3 separate regions of the Mus musculus genome follow, and all the other regions are linked to region 1. A link is a contact called in public promoter capture Hi-C data. All regions are on one chromosome and are shown on one strand. The core of a region is the stretch at or near the end of the contact, and the rest is flanking DNA. Distances in the headings are between cores, read along the strand shown.

Region 1 (4,453 bases), core at 775-3,274:
CAGATTAATGTTCAAGGCTAAGCATGCTGAAGAGGCTTGAACCAAAATTCCAAACGATAAGATGCAGCTCTCTAGAAACCATTGTTTCCAGGCCCAGAGCAAACTAGACATTTGTTGGAGCAGTAATCGGAGGGGTTCTTCAGAGCTAACAAGAAGCCAACAGGGCAAGTTCCCTAGCAGCCTTAACCATTGTCGTATCCCAGGAGAAGTGGAAATCACTGTGTGGATTAGCCCAAGAAAGTTCTTTGGCTATGGTCGCTTTCAGCAAAAGAGCTGCCACCCTGACGATGGGCCAGAAATGACACAATCCCCTGGTAGTTGCTAGGTCCACACAGCAGTCCTCATGGTCTGTATTCTGTGAGTTTCTGTCCTAGACACTCTTGTTATTCTTTGCCAATCAAGGCTCTTGGGAGAACCAAACTATCACTTCACACACATTTATGTTTAATGTTCCCTTTCCTGGGATGCTATAAAGATGAAGCCAGACAAGAGACTCCCGCTGGAACGATAAAGATTAGAGGGAATTATGAAAATTGTGCTTCGGCAAGCTCTGAGTGAAGGGTGATAGGTATAGACACTGCTCTGGCCTCTTCTGAGACTTCTGTAGCTGTTCTTTTCTTTAAAGGAGAGGTTTTATCAACCCACTCCTGCCTTCCCAGAGTGCTAGGATTAAGGGTATGAGCTATCATACTCAGTTTCAAGGAAAGATTTTTTTACATTTCTTTCACAGAACAATGTTTGGACAATAAACCAACAAACGGAAACTGCAATCCCCAATACTTTGGCTTAGCTTACTAAACAACCCTGCAGGGTAGGTCTCACGTTCCATTATAAAGGAAAAGACGACTTTATTCCTTGTCTCAGGAGCCTTCCTCCAGAGGCTGGGTAACTTACCAACTTGGAAAAACATCTGATGTACTGATAAATTGTATTCAAGTACACTTACAAATTTAAAACTTTCAAAAGCTTTTACTTTAAAAGTCCTCATTCAGCCGAATGCTATCTATTGTTGACTAGCCAGTGCTAAAACATGCATGTGAAATAACTTAAGATTACACTCTTGAAAATGAAATGTGATATACAAGCCCTATCTTTTTCTCCAACTAGCAAACAGATTCACCAGCCTTCAAATGTAACGAAGACTGAATACTGTGTATTTAGCTGGGCGCAACACACCCAGACAATCTGGCATTTTTGAGGCAAAGATTACAAGTCCCAGGCAAGGCTGGATCACCCCAGAACACAAAACAGAACTGCCAGTATACTGCTGTGTCTCATCAAGGGGTCCCCAAGTCTGGTGGACTCCAGGCAACTAGTGGGCTGGTCAGTGTTGGCCTGTTTCTGCAGCTACAGAGTTGGAAACTATGATGGGAGACTCTCAGAGGCAGGCTGAGGAATTAAGAGTCTACTTTGAAGGAGTGAATCAGCTAAAACAGGCCTCTTTGTCACATGTGCACTAGGATACTGTAACCAGGACAAGAGGGTGTTGGCTGTTGATATCAGAACAGATTTTCCAGTACAGCTTGGACTCTCCACTGTCTGACTTTGAAGCCTTTATCATTAAGCAGGAAGCACGGCTTAGGACTTTGCTATCCAGCTTTCTTCACAACTGTCAACACAGCATTAGGACTGACTGTCATGTTCACCCATTCTGTGACCTTGAACCCAGTTAGGTCATCTTTCCAGGGCTCCATGCCAACTGGTCAAGGGCTCTAGGAGTCATGTGGAAAGAAAGAAGTCTTCCTCTTTCCAAAACTCAGAAGAATGAGGAAAATGCTAGCAGAGATGGTCACAAAGGACAAATCTTGCTTATCAGATACAAGGCCCCTCTGCTGTGAAAATTAGAGACCACAGGTCCCAGGAGGTGAGTGCTGGGGAACACTAGGCTAAGGAGGACCATGGTTCTAGTGAAACCTCTTCCAATCCAAACTGTCTCATCTTGGCCTCCTTCCTTGGCTCTACTTCCTCACACTGGGGAGAACAGTAGTGCTTCAGGGGCCAGTGTCCTTGGAGATCTGAATGCACAGTTCACTCAGTCAGTGTTTACTCAGTGCTCAGTGTGGACTGAGTCCTGGGGGAGGTAGATGCCACTGAGTATTAGCTGTCAGAGATGAGAAGCCTATTCTATAAGAGTGACCCACCAAGGCACAAACCCTGCTAAAAGTAAAAGAGACTACAAGATTTGCCCACACTGAGGAAAGCACAGCGCATTCCACCCTCCTCTACACAGCAGCAACTAAAATGATCAGGATCCTTCACTGGAGCCCTAGAGACTCCCAGAAGATGGAGAGCTACTGATGGGGTGGAAGCTTAAATGGATATGGTGTGGAGGTCACCCAAGGCCAGGAGGCCAGGAAATGGGTGTAGCCTGTCATGGTTTCTTCTTGCTTGTCTTTGAAGAAGTCTGAAGGTTTCTAAAACTGTCTCTTCAAGACAAGGATAAGTAGAGGACAGAGGTCCTAAGGAAATCAGGACCTTCAAAGAATTCCTCTCATTTACAGAACAAGAGACTTCAATGTTTAGCATGTTTTCTCCTCTTAAACTACAATCCAGCCCTGTACCAGGGCCTCAAATAAATCACACATGGCTCTCAGTGTAGAAACCAAACCCTGCTTTATAAAGCTGCTTGACTGTCACTGTCTTCTCTACTGAGAAATGAGGTGCTAGCCAGACAGTAAGGTGACAGAGGGCGAACCTTCCTCACCTTCTCCCCATCACCATCGCCCTTCCAGCCCTCCAGATGCCCATATCTACAATAGAACCACTTCAAAAATACTCTGATGAGGGGCAAAGTGGAGGCGGGGTAGAGGCTCAGGCTGGTCAGCAGGCTGGTTCCCTTGAGGTAGCTGAGTGCTCCTGTGCAGGACCAGTCACGAGCTCACAGCAGTCAAGCGGGAGTCAGTGACTGACTGGGAAGCAGAAGCAGCAGAAAGTCTGGAACTCTGCCCAGAGTACTTGAGGACAGGTAACCCCGGGGTAGAGCGCTTGGACTGTTTGCTGGTGTTCTCATTGCTCCTTGAGGACAAAGTCTTCCTGGATATGGGAGACAGGCCAGCTTGACTCTTCTTAGACTTGGGTGTTGACCTGTCTTCAGAGGACAGTGTGGTTCCCTCAGAGGCGCTCTTCTTTCTGAAGGGGAAAACAGAGCTGAGGCTAAGACTAGCACAGCACGGGAGGATACTGTGGCTGTTGATGTGGCTGCAGATTCTGACACTCCTACCAACCTCCAGGTGGAGAGTTCCTCTTACTGTCATGATCTGGGGAAAGAGGAAAGAGACTCCCCAACTCCATAAACCTTCTCTTGCTGAACTAGTACTCACCGTGACTTGCTGGCGGAATTTGGTGTCCCATCACCCTTTGAGGTAGTCATGAGCGATGTTGGCAGAGACCACTATAACAAAGGAAGCAGTAAGTTTAAGGGAGCAGGCTGAGTTCAGGAAGGAACACTCAGGGTCTTGGGACTCGTGCTCAGCTCTGCCGCTCTCACCTTTACACACAGGGTTCTCACCTGCCCTACACCACATCATGGAGTCATGAGCAACTCTTGGCTCATTCCCAAAGAACCAGAAAGTTAAGGCTACTCATCACTTTTTGATCCTTCAAAGATAGGCACCTAGGACATTCTGTGAGTAACTGTATCCTTGAAAGCGAGCCAAAGAGGTGGGACTGGGAGAGAGGAAAGGAGGGTAACCCATAGGCCAACCATAACACACTCAGGAGCTGAGAAAAAGCTGTGTTCCTGCGTGGCATCACTTACCAGTGGGGCTGAGTCAGAGACAATCCCCGTGTGGAAGCCTTTGTAGCACCAATTCCGAAGCAGATCTACTCCTGGACGAGATGAGCAGAGGCCGGGACTTAATGGGGAACAATCAATTCCCTACCTCCTGTCCAGAGAAACCGATTGGGATTTAATCTACTAACTATGGCCTCCTGTGGGCAAGACAGGCATATCACCTTTGAGCTTGTTTCCATGGTACTTCTGTTCCCACTGGGTGGTGAGAATGTTGAAATATCGTGGCTGCTCAAAAAACCGAAGATATCGAGAAGAGATTCGGGAAGGAAAAATTCTTTCAAATTGACCACGACGAGAAAACTCATCTTCCATCTCCACCAAAACCCGAACATCATCTGGTGTCAAGACGTCCAGCACGGACGCATAGAAGTCCTGTGCCCCAGGGAATAGGGAGAAGGGCAATGTGACGGACAGTGAGACACTGGCACTGAAGCAAGCAGCTGGGGCAGGCAAGGAAGCTCTGGCGCTCTACGTCTCCAGGACTCCCGTGGGACTACAAACGACACCTGATGATGTATACAGGCTTCTAAATCCAATGAGCTGAGCTCCTGGAGGAAGACACTCTTGGATAGAGCCAAGGAACCACTTGGGCTGAGTGAAAAAGTATGTTGTTGGGTCAAGGCTAGCACCCAGCAGCTCCGATTTGGCAGCCCATGCCCA
Region 2 (4,453 bases), core at 1,037-3,536, 500 kb after region 1:
ACATTAGCCCACAGTTGTTAGAGTGGCTCTTGGTAAAAAGATAAGACAGTAAGTATTGGTCAGAGTGAGGGGAAAGGGAACCTTTCACACTGTTGTGGGAATGCAAATTGGTGTAGCCCTTACAGAAAGCACCGGGGAGGTTCCTTGGGAAATTAAAAACAGAACTGTCATGTGATTCAGTCTTCTGTCTGTGTCTATATCACAGGAAATGAAATCAGCCTGTTGGTGAAGTGTCTAAGCTTCCACACTCACTGCTGCTCCGTTCACAATAGCCAAGAAATGGAAGTAGATTGGGGTGTGGAGATGAAAATCTAGCATATGTGCACCATGGGATACAGTTCAGTCATCAGAGAGCACAATGGGATCCTGTCCTTTGTGACAATGACACGGATGGAGCAGGAGAACACTGTAGTGAATGAAGTTACGTCAGGCACCAAATGATGAATACTTCAGATCTCACTCATATGGAGTCCAGGGAGAAAGCCCCAACATTGAGGTCCTGAAAGCTAGGAGTCTGGGTGTTGAGAAGAGGGAAGGGAAGGGGAGAGAAGCATGGGGTGGCTGGTGGCTACTAAGTCTTAGCAAGACTGCAGAGAAAGAACGCCCTAGGGCAGGAAGAGCTCCAAGTGAGGAATGCCTTTTTGTTTGTTTTTTATTTTACTTTAGTTTAATTTTTTTTCAAGACAGGATCTCACTACATAGCTTTGTTTATGTAGACCATATATCTCTGCAGACCAGGGTGGCCTTGAACTCTGCCTGTGTAACACCCGAAAAGCCTTACATCCTGGATGTCCCACTCACAGAGATGCGGAGACAGAGATTGATGCAAAATGCAAGAGCATGCTGGGTCGTCCTAAACTCTGGATGGAAGTGACCCCGAGGAGCTAAGGCACACACCTTTTATACAATTTTTAGAGCAGTTCTCAGTCACAGTTTAGGGCTGGCAGTTTATCATTGGTTAACCATTAACTGCATAAGGGGGCAGACTTAGGGGCCGGAGACGTTGTGTGGACCTTTCTAAACAATCAGAGGACTATGTCTTAGCAGGTAAACTTAAGGACTGGAGGCAAGTTCTGGGAAAAGAACATCTTGACATTTACTTAACTTTTTACAACAGTGGTCATTTTGAGCTGCCACAAATCTTACACCTGCCTATGCCTTCCAATGGCTGGGATTAAAAGTGTGTGCTACTACATCTGGCTTTTTTTTTTTTTTTTGGTTGGTTTTGTTTGTTTGTTTGTTTTTTGTTTTTTGTTTTTTGGAGACAGGGTTTCTCTGTGTAGTCCTGGCTGTCCTGGAACTCACTTTGTAGACCAGGCTGGCCTCGAACTCAGAAATCTGCCTGCCTCTGCCTCCCAAGTGCTGGGATTAAAGGCTGCGCCGCCATGCCCAGCTCACATCTGGCTTTTTTTAAAATTATATTTTCTATATACTTTTTATTTTTAAATTTTATGCATATGGGTGTTCCGCCTGCATGCATGCCTGTGAAGTATATACATGCTTGGTGCCTGAGGAGTCCAGAATAGGGTGTCATATTCCCTGGAACTGGACGTACAGAAGGCGTGAGCCATCGTATGGGTGCTGGGAATTGAGCTCAGGTCCTCCAGAGTAGCAGCCAGTGCTCTTTACCACTGAGCCATGGCTCCAGTCTCCTGACTAGCTTTTAAAATATGGGTCCTGGGGATTAAACTCTATCTCCTCAGCCCAAGTAAATACATTTAAAGTGGTAAAATTCATGCTTTAAAGGCACTGGATGGGTGACAGTGGGAAGTGGGTAGCTCTCACTGCACCGTGGGGGCAGAAGGCAGAAATGAAAAGGGACAGTGGGAAGTGGGTAGCTCTCACTGCACCGTGGGGGCAGAAGGCAGAAATGAAAAGGCCCAGCCAGGGGAGACAGGACCTTTTGATGATAGAGATGGGAAGGATTGGGAAGGGTGGTGGCAGAGAAGTGGGGCTTACACTGATGGATCCAGCCACATATTCCCACACAGTTCTACCAACTGTAGATTAAGCCCCTGGGGCCCAGCACTGCCATTCAAACCACCCCAGGAGACAAGTATCTCATCTGCACGTCATCAGATAAATCTTGGCAGACTTTCAAAGCTCAGACACTGATACACATAGAGCCAGCGTGTGAGCACTGGTTCACCCCGCTCCAGAGCACGGATTTCTGGGCTCATCTTCCACATTGGTGCGGTGTGCCATTTTCTGATGTACTTCTCTGATTTTACCAGAGTCTGCCGGTGGCCAGGCTGTGCCTCTTTAGGATTCTGCCCTGCCTCTCATCGCAGTCTAGACTCTGACCCTTTACTTAGATAAGCTTTTGCTTTTCCGAACATCCATTCTATTGGGGCATGATTTTAGCTGCACATAACAGAAAATTCAACTTGAACTGGTTCTCTGTCTTTCTGTCTCTATGTCTCTCCCTCTCTCCCTCTCTCCCTCCCCCTCCCCCTATCCCTCCCCCCGCCCCCCATACAACCTCAGGGGCTGCCCATCTTTCTTGGCACAGAGTCTCACACTGGCCTGTGCTGGCTGTTGAGCCCCAGGGACCTGCCTGTCTTTGCCTTCCTAGGTGCTGGATTACAAATGGAAGTGTAAATCATCATGCCCAGGGTGTGTGTGTGTGTGTGTGTGTGTGTGTGTGTGTGTGTGTATGCATATGTGTGTATATGTTTTTGACTATGTGTGTGTGACTGTGTATGTACGCATGTATGTGAGTGTGTGTATGCATGTGTGTGTGTGTGTGTGTGTGTGTGTGTGTGTGTGTGTATGTGTGTGTGTGTGTGTTGGGTTCTGGGTGTTGAATTCAGATCATTGCACTTGTAGGGAAGTTTTTTACCAGCTGAGTCCTCTCTAGCTCCTGAACTGGCTTGAACTGCATAAGAAATTTACAGGCTCCTGTGACAGGAAAGTACAGAGAGAAGAAGGCCCTGGGCAAGGTTCGCACAGAACCCTGGCTCCGATTTCTGATTATTTTCTTAGATCTTCTTCCTTCTGGATATGTTTGTTTGGGTTCTCAGACAACATTGTCATTTGTGGTAACAGAAATGTCCATCAGTTACCTCAAGATGACGTAACATGCTTCACACTGAGCAAACACCTGACTTTGGCTTTGATTGGCTCATCACAAGTCACAGACTTGTCCTCTAACCTTGTTGCTGTGACCACGGGGATGTCACAGGGAGAGGGGGGAAAACCCGCTTCCCCTTTGACCTTCAGATCGAAGTGGATTCTTCTGGAAGGATGTAAACAGATGTTTATGTGTTAAAAGTGTGTACGCATGCATGAAAGACCACACAGAGCCCTACTGTGTGGCTGTCCACCTCAATGGCAAATCATTGAGTTTGAGACAGTGTTAAGGATGATATCACGAAGACTCCCACACATCGCTGGTTGCCTGGCATCCAGGCTGCGTCTGTCACAGTCATCTTTGTGGCACTGAGTGTTCATCCCTGTTGGGAACACTGTGCCTGGTATGCTTGGGAGCGGTTGTGGGTGGGAAATGGAGAGCAGAAGATGCATTGGGAGGCTGGCTTGCCCTTTCAACCGGGAATGCTTTGTTTCTCTCTATATCTTTGTGCCTTTCCCTTCCTCCAGCAAAATGCTTTACCTGACCTTGAGCTGAGAGATGCTTCTAACCTTCATTCTCCAGCTCTATCTTTCTGAAAAGGCTGCTGTCTCTACCACGCTCATCCCGAGGGGCTGTTTCCCCTTTGCTCCTGGGCTGCAGGGCTGATCCAGCCCTTCCCAATTGCTCCAAGATTCATAAAAATTCACAAAAGTTGTGAACTGCCTCAACAGGGGACTTAGGAAAAGCAAGTGATAACTATATTCAAAGAACTTGAGCTAGTAGATCTTTGTCTAGTTTAAATTTTAATTTTTAAAAAATGTTTTGAAAAGAAAATCTTTTATTTTTATTTTTCAAGTCAGGGTTTTTCTGTGTAGTCCTGGCTGTCCTGGAACTCACTTTGTAGTCTAAGCTGGTGTTGAACTCAGAGATCCATCTGCCTCTGCCTCCCAAGGGCTGGGATTAAAGGCATGTGCCACCACTGGGTTAAATTTTAAATTTTATGATGTCACGTGTGTAGGTATTTTGCTGTGTGTATTTTACCTGTATGTGTGCCCTATGCACGAGTAGCACTTAGGGGCCGGATTTCCTGACGTTGGATTTACAAGCTGTTGTGATCTGCTCAGTGTGGGTGCTTGGTACCGAGCCCGGGTCTTCGGCAAGAGCATCTAGTGAGCATCTGCTGAGCCATCTCTCCAACCCCTATTTGTTTGTTTATTTATCTACTGTTTGGTCTTTTGAGACAGAGTCTTTCTAGGTAGCCCTGGCTGACCTGGAATTTACTATGTAGCTCAGGGTGGCCTCAAATTTATGATAACGTCCCGCCTTCGCTCCTGAGTTCTGGGATTATAGGTGTGCACTACTATATGTGGTTTAAAATCT
Region 3 (4,453 bases), core at 735-3,234, 480 kb before region 1:
CCCCAGCCCCAGGGGGTCAGATGCCATCTTCTGGTCTTCAAAAGTACTGCACACACACATGATTCAGACTTTTTTTTTTTTTTTTTTTTTTTTTTGGTTTATCTAGACAGTGTTTCTCTGTGTAGCCCTGGCTGTCCTGGAACTCACTTTGTAGACCAGGCTGGCCTTGAACTCAGAAATCCACCTGCTTCTGCCTACTGAGGGCTGGGATTAAAGGCGTGAGCCACCACAGCCGGCTGATTCAGACTTCGATGCAGACAAAACACTCATGCACAAATACATTTTTGAAAAGCAAAAAACCCACTTTCTTCTTTTTACTGCTCTGAAGTTCAAGACTTAACTTCCCTAGCTTCCAGCGTTTTCTTTCCTTTATTTCTAGATTCCTCTGGGGCAAGACGATAGCTGAAGACTATCTGTACTACCGGTCTTTCCTTTCCTCCACAGGTATAGGCAAGGCGGTAGCTGGTTCCCATGCTCCAGGATGGAGGTGGCAGCTGCCCTGCCATCCCTTCTGTCTGCCATGAGAGGGACTCTCTGAGTGTCGCCTGGCCCCACGTGTGGTGTTTTGTGTGTTCCTGCCTGGCCAAGGGAGGTGCCAATGCTGGGCTTACCATAGTCCAGGAAGAATATGAGGACTAGGGGCACACAAGAGTCTAGCTTCGTCTCCAGGACTCCCTTGGCTCAGAGTGTGGTGCTAGAAACTGGTCCCCAGCCCAGTCCCAGTACTGCCATCTTTGCATCCACCCCTGCAAGTCTCCAGAGGGCTTCCTGCCACAGAAGTGCTGCCAAGCAGAAGAACCTGTGCCAACTGTGGAGTGGGGAGGCAGGGCCTGAACCCTCAATCCCTGCAGCCTAGCCTCCCCACCCTCCAGAACCTGGAATAGCTGAGCAGCTCAGGCTGTGGCCCTTACCTCCAGTCCTCACCTCAACCTGCGCTGCAGCCTCCCTCCCCCCTGCACATCACTGGCATGTGTGCTGCTTGACCACCCCCCCTTCTGTTCACCTGCCCCCCTTCTGTTTGGCTTTGGCTTTTTGTTGGGGTGAGAGCCCTAGCTCCCAGCTCCCCTCACTATCTTTTGACACTAAGATGGAAGGTTACTAAGTTGCAGGAACAGGATGAAAATTCTTTATTACCCTCTTCAACTTTTAGGACGAGCACTTGGGAGTGTGAGGCCTTCCTGGCTGCTTCTATGTAGTCCTACCACCTGCACAGAGGGGCTGGCAGGGCAGAAGTGTGACCTCAGTTATATATACATCCCAGCTCTGCCCAGTATCCCTCACTTACCAAGAGGAGAATGGAGGGATAATGGACTCACCCTAGCCTAGGGCTTCGACATTGCATGCTGGGATCCAGCTCCTACCCTTCCTGCACTCCCTTCCCCAGTTCTGCTCAGCTCAGCTGTGGGAGGTAAACTTAAGCTGAAGGTGGCGGACTCTACTGTCGCAGGCCACAGCAGACAGGGTGGGAGCCCTGTACAGCTTGATAACCCTTAATAAAGAAGGGACTTTGATCTGGTTGTGGCATCTTTTTTTTTCCCCCACGCAGCAGTTTGGGGGGGGGGGGGGGGGTCTTAGGACTGTAAAAGAGTCCTGGCCGGGAGGCTTGGGAAACAAGTACGCCTGCAGGACCACGGGAACAGAACTAGGACTCAGAGAAGAGCTGTTTCTAGTGTGCTTCAGTAGCTTGATAATGTGTGAAGCCCTGAGTTCGTTCTTTAGCACTATAATAGAGGGAACTGAAGCAGGTTAGAGACCAGGGAGGCCTCGGTGTAATGCCTTTATAAAGGGCGGGGGTGGAGGGTGGGGAGTGCAAATTCGGACGCACTACTCTGTGGAGGTCAAAGTCTCCAGTCAGATTCAGGTTAGAGTTCCCGCCTTGGACATGTGACCCAGTCGGTTCTCAGCCCTATTTGTGTTCCTTACCCTTGGCCAATGGGAACCCTGGATAGATCTGGTGGGCGGGGCCGCTGCCGTAAAGGACCCAACATTTTTGTGCGGCGGCTCCGAGCCTTAGGGTCCCAGCTGCTAGCGAGTGGGAACCGGCAAGCACGGCGTACGTGGCTTGCGTGAGTATGCGTGGTAGCGGCGCGTGCGTGAAGAGAGTGGGCAGTGTAGCAGGTCCACGTGCGTCCCTTCCCGCGACCCAAGCGGCGTAGCTCCATGTCCCAGGACACCCTGGCATCTGCGGCCCTCTCTGAAGGGTCAGCCCGACTCTTTGTGCAGTGACCTCAAGTTCAGCCAGCAGCCACACATCGCCATGGTGACTGTGGGCAACTACTGCGAGACCGAAGGGCCGGCGGGGCCCGCTTGGACTCAGAATGGCTTGAGTCCCTGCTTCTTCTTCACGCTAGTGCCCTCGACACTCCTGACTCTGGGGGTACTGGCCTTGGTGCTGGTTCTTCCCCGCAGGCGTCGGGAGGTGCCTGCTGGCCCAGAAGAGCTGTCTTGGGCGGCTGGCCCTCGGGTGGCCCCATATGTGCTGCAGCTGTTTCTGGCCACACTTCAGATGGCACTGCCCCTGGCTGGTCTGGCTGGCCGAGTGGGCACTGCTCGGGGGGTCCGTCTGCCAGGCTACCTACTGCTGGCTTCTGTGCTGGAGAGTCTGGCCAGCGTCTGTGGCTTGTGGCTGCTCGTGGTGGAACGGAGCCAGGCACGGCAGAGTCTGGCAATGGGCGTCTGGATGAAGTTCAGGCATAGCTTGGGTCTCCTGCTCCTCTGGACTGTGACATTTGCAGCCGAGAACTTGGCCCTAGTATCTTGGAACAGCCCGCAGTGGTGGTGGGCCAGAGCAGATCTGGGCCAGCAGGTAAGGAGCCTTATGGGAAGGAGATACACTGATATTTGACAAGTACTGTGTCAGGACCAACTGGCTCCATGCTTTAGAAAAAAGAATGGAGTGTCTGGCGGTGGCTGGAAGCTGATAGCCAGCTGGTGGGGTTACCCAGCATTGGATGGGGTGTGTCTGTGCTGAGTCATTGTGGGTTTTTTTTTTTTAATTAAAAAAAAAAAAACCTGTTGCTAGGCTCCTGGTAAGCATCTGAGTGTTGTAAGAAGTAATACAATAGGTTTGGGTAGTGGTTCACACCTGTTCTGTCATTGTTTTATTTTTCTGGTTTTTCTTTCTTTTTTTCAAGGTTTATTTATTTTATGTATATGACTACACAGTAGCTGTTTTCAGACACAACAGAAGAGGTCATCAGATGGCATTACAAATGGTTGTGGGAATTGAACTTAGGACCTCTGGAAGAGCAGTCAGTGCTCTTGACCGCTGAGCCATCTCTCCAGCCCCTTCTCTCTTTCATTCTAGGTTCAATTTGGCCTGTGGGTCCTGCGTTATGTGACCTCTGGAGGGCTATTTATCTTGGGGCTCTGGGCCCCAGGACTTCGCCCCCAGTCTTATACTCTACACGTTCATGAAGAAGACCAAGATGTAGGAGGGAACCAGGTATGCCAAGTGTATACACTCCTTTAACCCCAGAGGCAGGCAGATCTCTGTTGAGGTCAAAGCCAGCCTGGTATACAAAGTGAGTTTCAGGACAGCTGAGGCTGTTACACAGAGAAAGCCTCTCTCAAAAACAAAACAACAGAACCAGGTATCCCTAGTTTTCTCAGTCAAGAGTATCTTTTGTGCAGTAGCTTTGTGCAGAACCCAGTACTTTGTGAACATTAAACATGTGTCCACCACCGAGCTACTTCCCAAGCCCCTCTGAATGCTGGGATTTATTATAATTTTGTTCCGTGTCATCATCTCTGAATGAAATGGGTGCAGCAAAGAAACTGAAATAGCCACTCCATAGGTGAAAAGGAGATTTATTTCAAACTACTAAAGCAGTCTCTCGGGGAAAGCAGAGAGAGGCATGGGGGAGAGGGTGTCCCTGGTTATATGTGACTGGGTACCTGGGAGGAAGGGAGCTTTTGAGTAGGGACTGGGAACAATGAACTTGAAAGGCTATTAGGCATCATAGTCGTGGTAATGGAAGAACCACGCGTCCCTTTTTCCCAGAGACTGACCCCTTTAAGCTTTTGAAGGAATGCTGGCTTTTGTCTCAATACCAGACTTTGGGGAAAGAAATTTCTTGGGGGACCCGATAATCCCATCTCTCGAGGTGAATCAGTTCTCATCCCAAAGTTCAGCTTGCGATCCAGTGGCTTTCCTAACTCTGAGAGGGGTCACGTGTGAGCCTTAGGGGTCACGTGTGAACTGTGGTCCTGTATATCATTCCGTGCGGATACCTGGGCAAATAAGCTCCCCTCCTGTGTGACATCCTTCTAGGGCCGCTCAACAGACCGACGATCCACCTGGAGAGACCTTGGCCGGAAGCTTCGACTGCTGAGTAGCTACTTGTGGCCTCGGGGAAGTCCATCACTACAGCTGATAGTGCTCATATGCCTGGGACTCATGGGGTTGGAACGAGCACTCAATGTGTTGGTCCCCATCTTCTATAGGGACATT

Evidence for each region. Promoter capture Hi-C pulls out the DNA fragments that hold promoters and counts their contacts.
Region 2: a promoter capture Hi-C map of liver shows a contact between it and region 1, with 2.3 times the contacts expected there. The contact joins two enhancer-like sites. A contact is called at or near these places in 6 of 39 promoter capture datasets (the 3T3-L1 cell line, 3T3-L1-derived adipocytes, embryonic stem cells and 3 more).
Region 3: a promoter capture Hi-C map of liver shows a contact between it and region 1, with 3 times the contacts expected there. The contact joins the promoter of Abcb6 here to the enhancer-like site in region 1. A contact is called at or near these places in 2 of 39 promoter capture datasets (hippocampal neurons and liver).

What each region holds. Positions count from the first base shown.
Region 1 is chr1:74,696,117-74,700,569 of GRCm38.p6, reverse strand. It overlaps Ttll4 (tubulin tyrosine ligase-like family, member 4), which reads right to left. Exons shown (of 20, transcript NM_001014974.2): 17 at 3,955-4,165; 18 at 3,758-3,828; 19 at 3,321-3,391; 20 at 1-3,129. The coding sequence ends at 2,871. Among named protein-coding and RNA genes, the nearest start is that of Cyp27a1, 15 kb to the left of the region's middle. Within about 2 kb of position 2,024, at least 25 of the 459 cell types and tissues checked have an H3K27ac peak or open chromatin away from gene starts, as enhancers often do. A contact at or near this core is called in liver, where this site is marked.
Region 2 is chr1:74,196,939-74,201,391 of GRCm38.p6, reverse strand. No RefSeq gene overlaps it. Among named protein-coding and RNA genes, the nearest start is that of Cxcr1, 4.5 kb to the right of the region's middle. Within about 2 kb of position 2,286, at least 12 of the 459 cell types and tissues checked have an H3K27ac peak or open chromatin away from gene starts, as enhancers often do. A contact at or near this core is called in liver, where this site is marked.
Region 3 is chr1:75,177,923-75,182,375 of GRCm38.p6, reverse strand. It overlaps Abcb6 (ATP-binding cassette, sub-family B (MDR/TAP), member 6), which reads left to right and starts at 1,984. Exons shown (of 19, transcript NM_023732.3): 1 at 1,984-2,806; 2 at 3,308-3,445; 3 at 4,274-4,453. The coding sequence starts at 2,258. Atg9a (autophagy related 9A) reads left to right here. Exons shown (of 16, transcript NM_001288612.1): 16 at 445-1,515. The coding sequence ends at 450.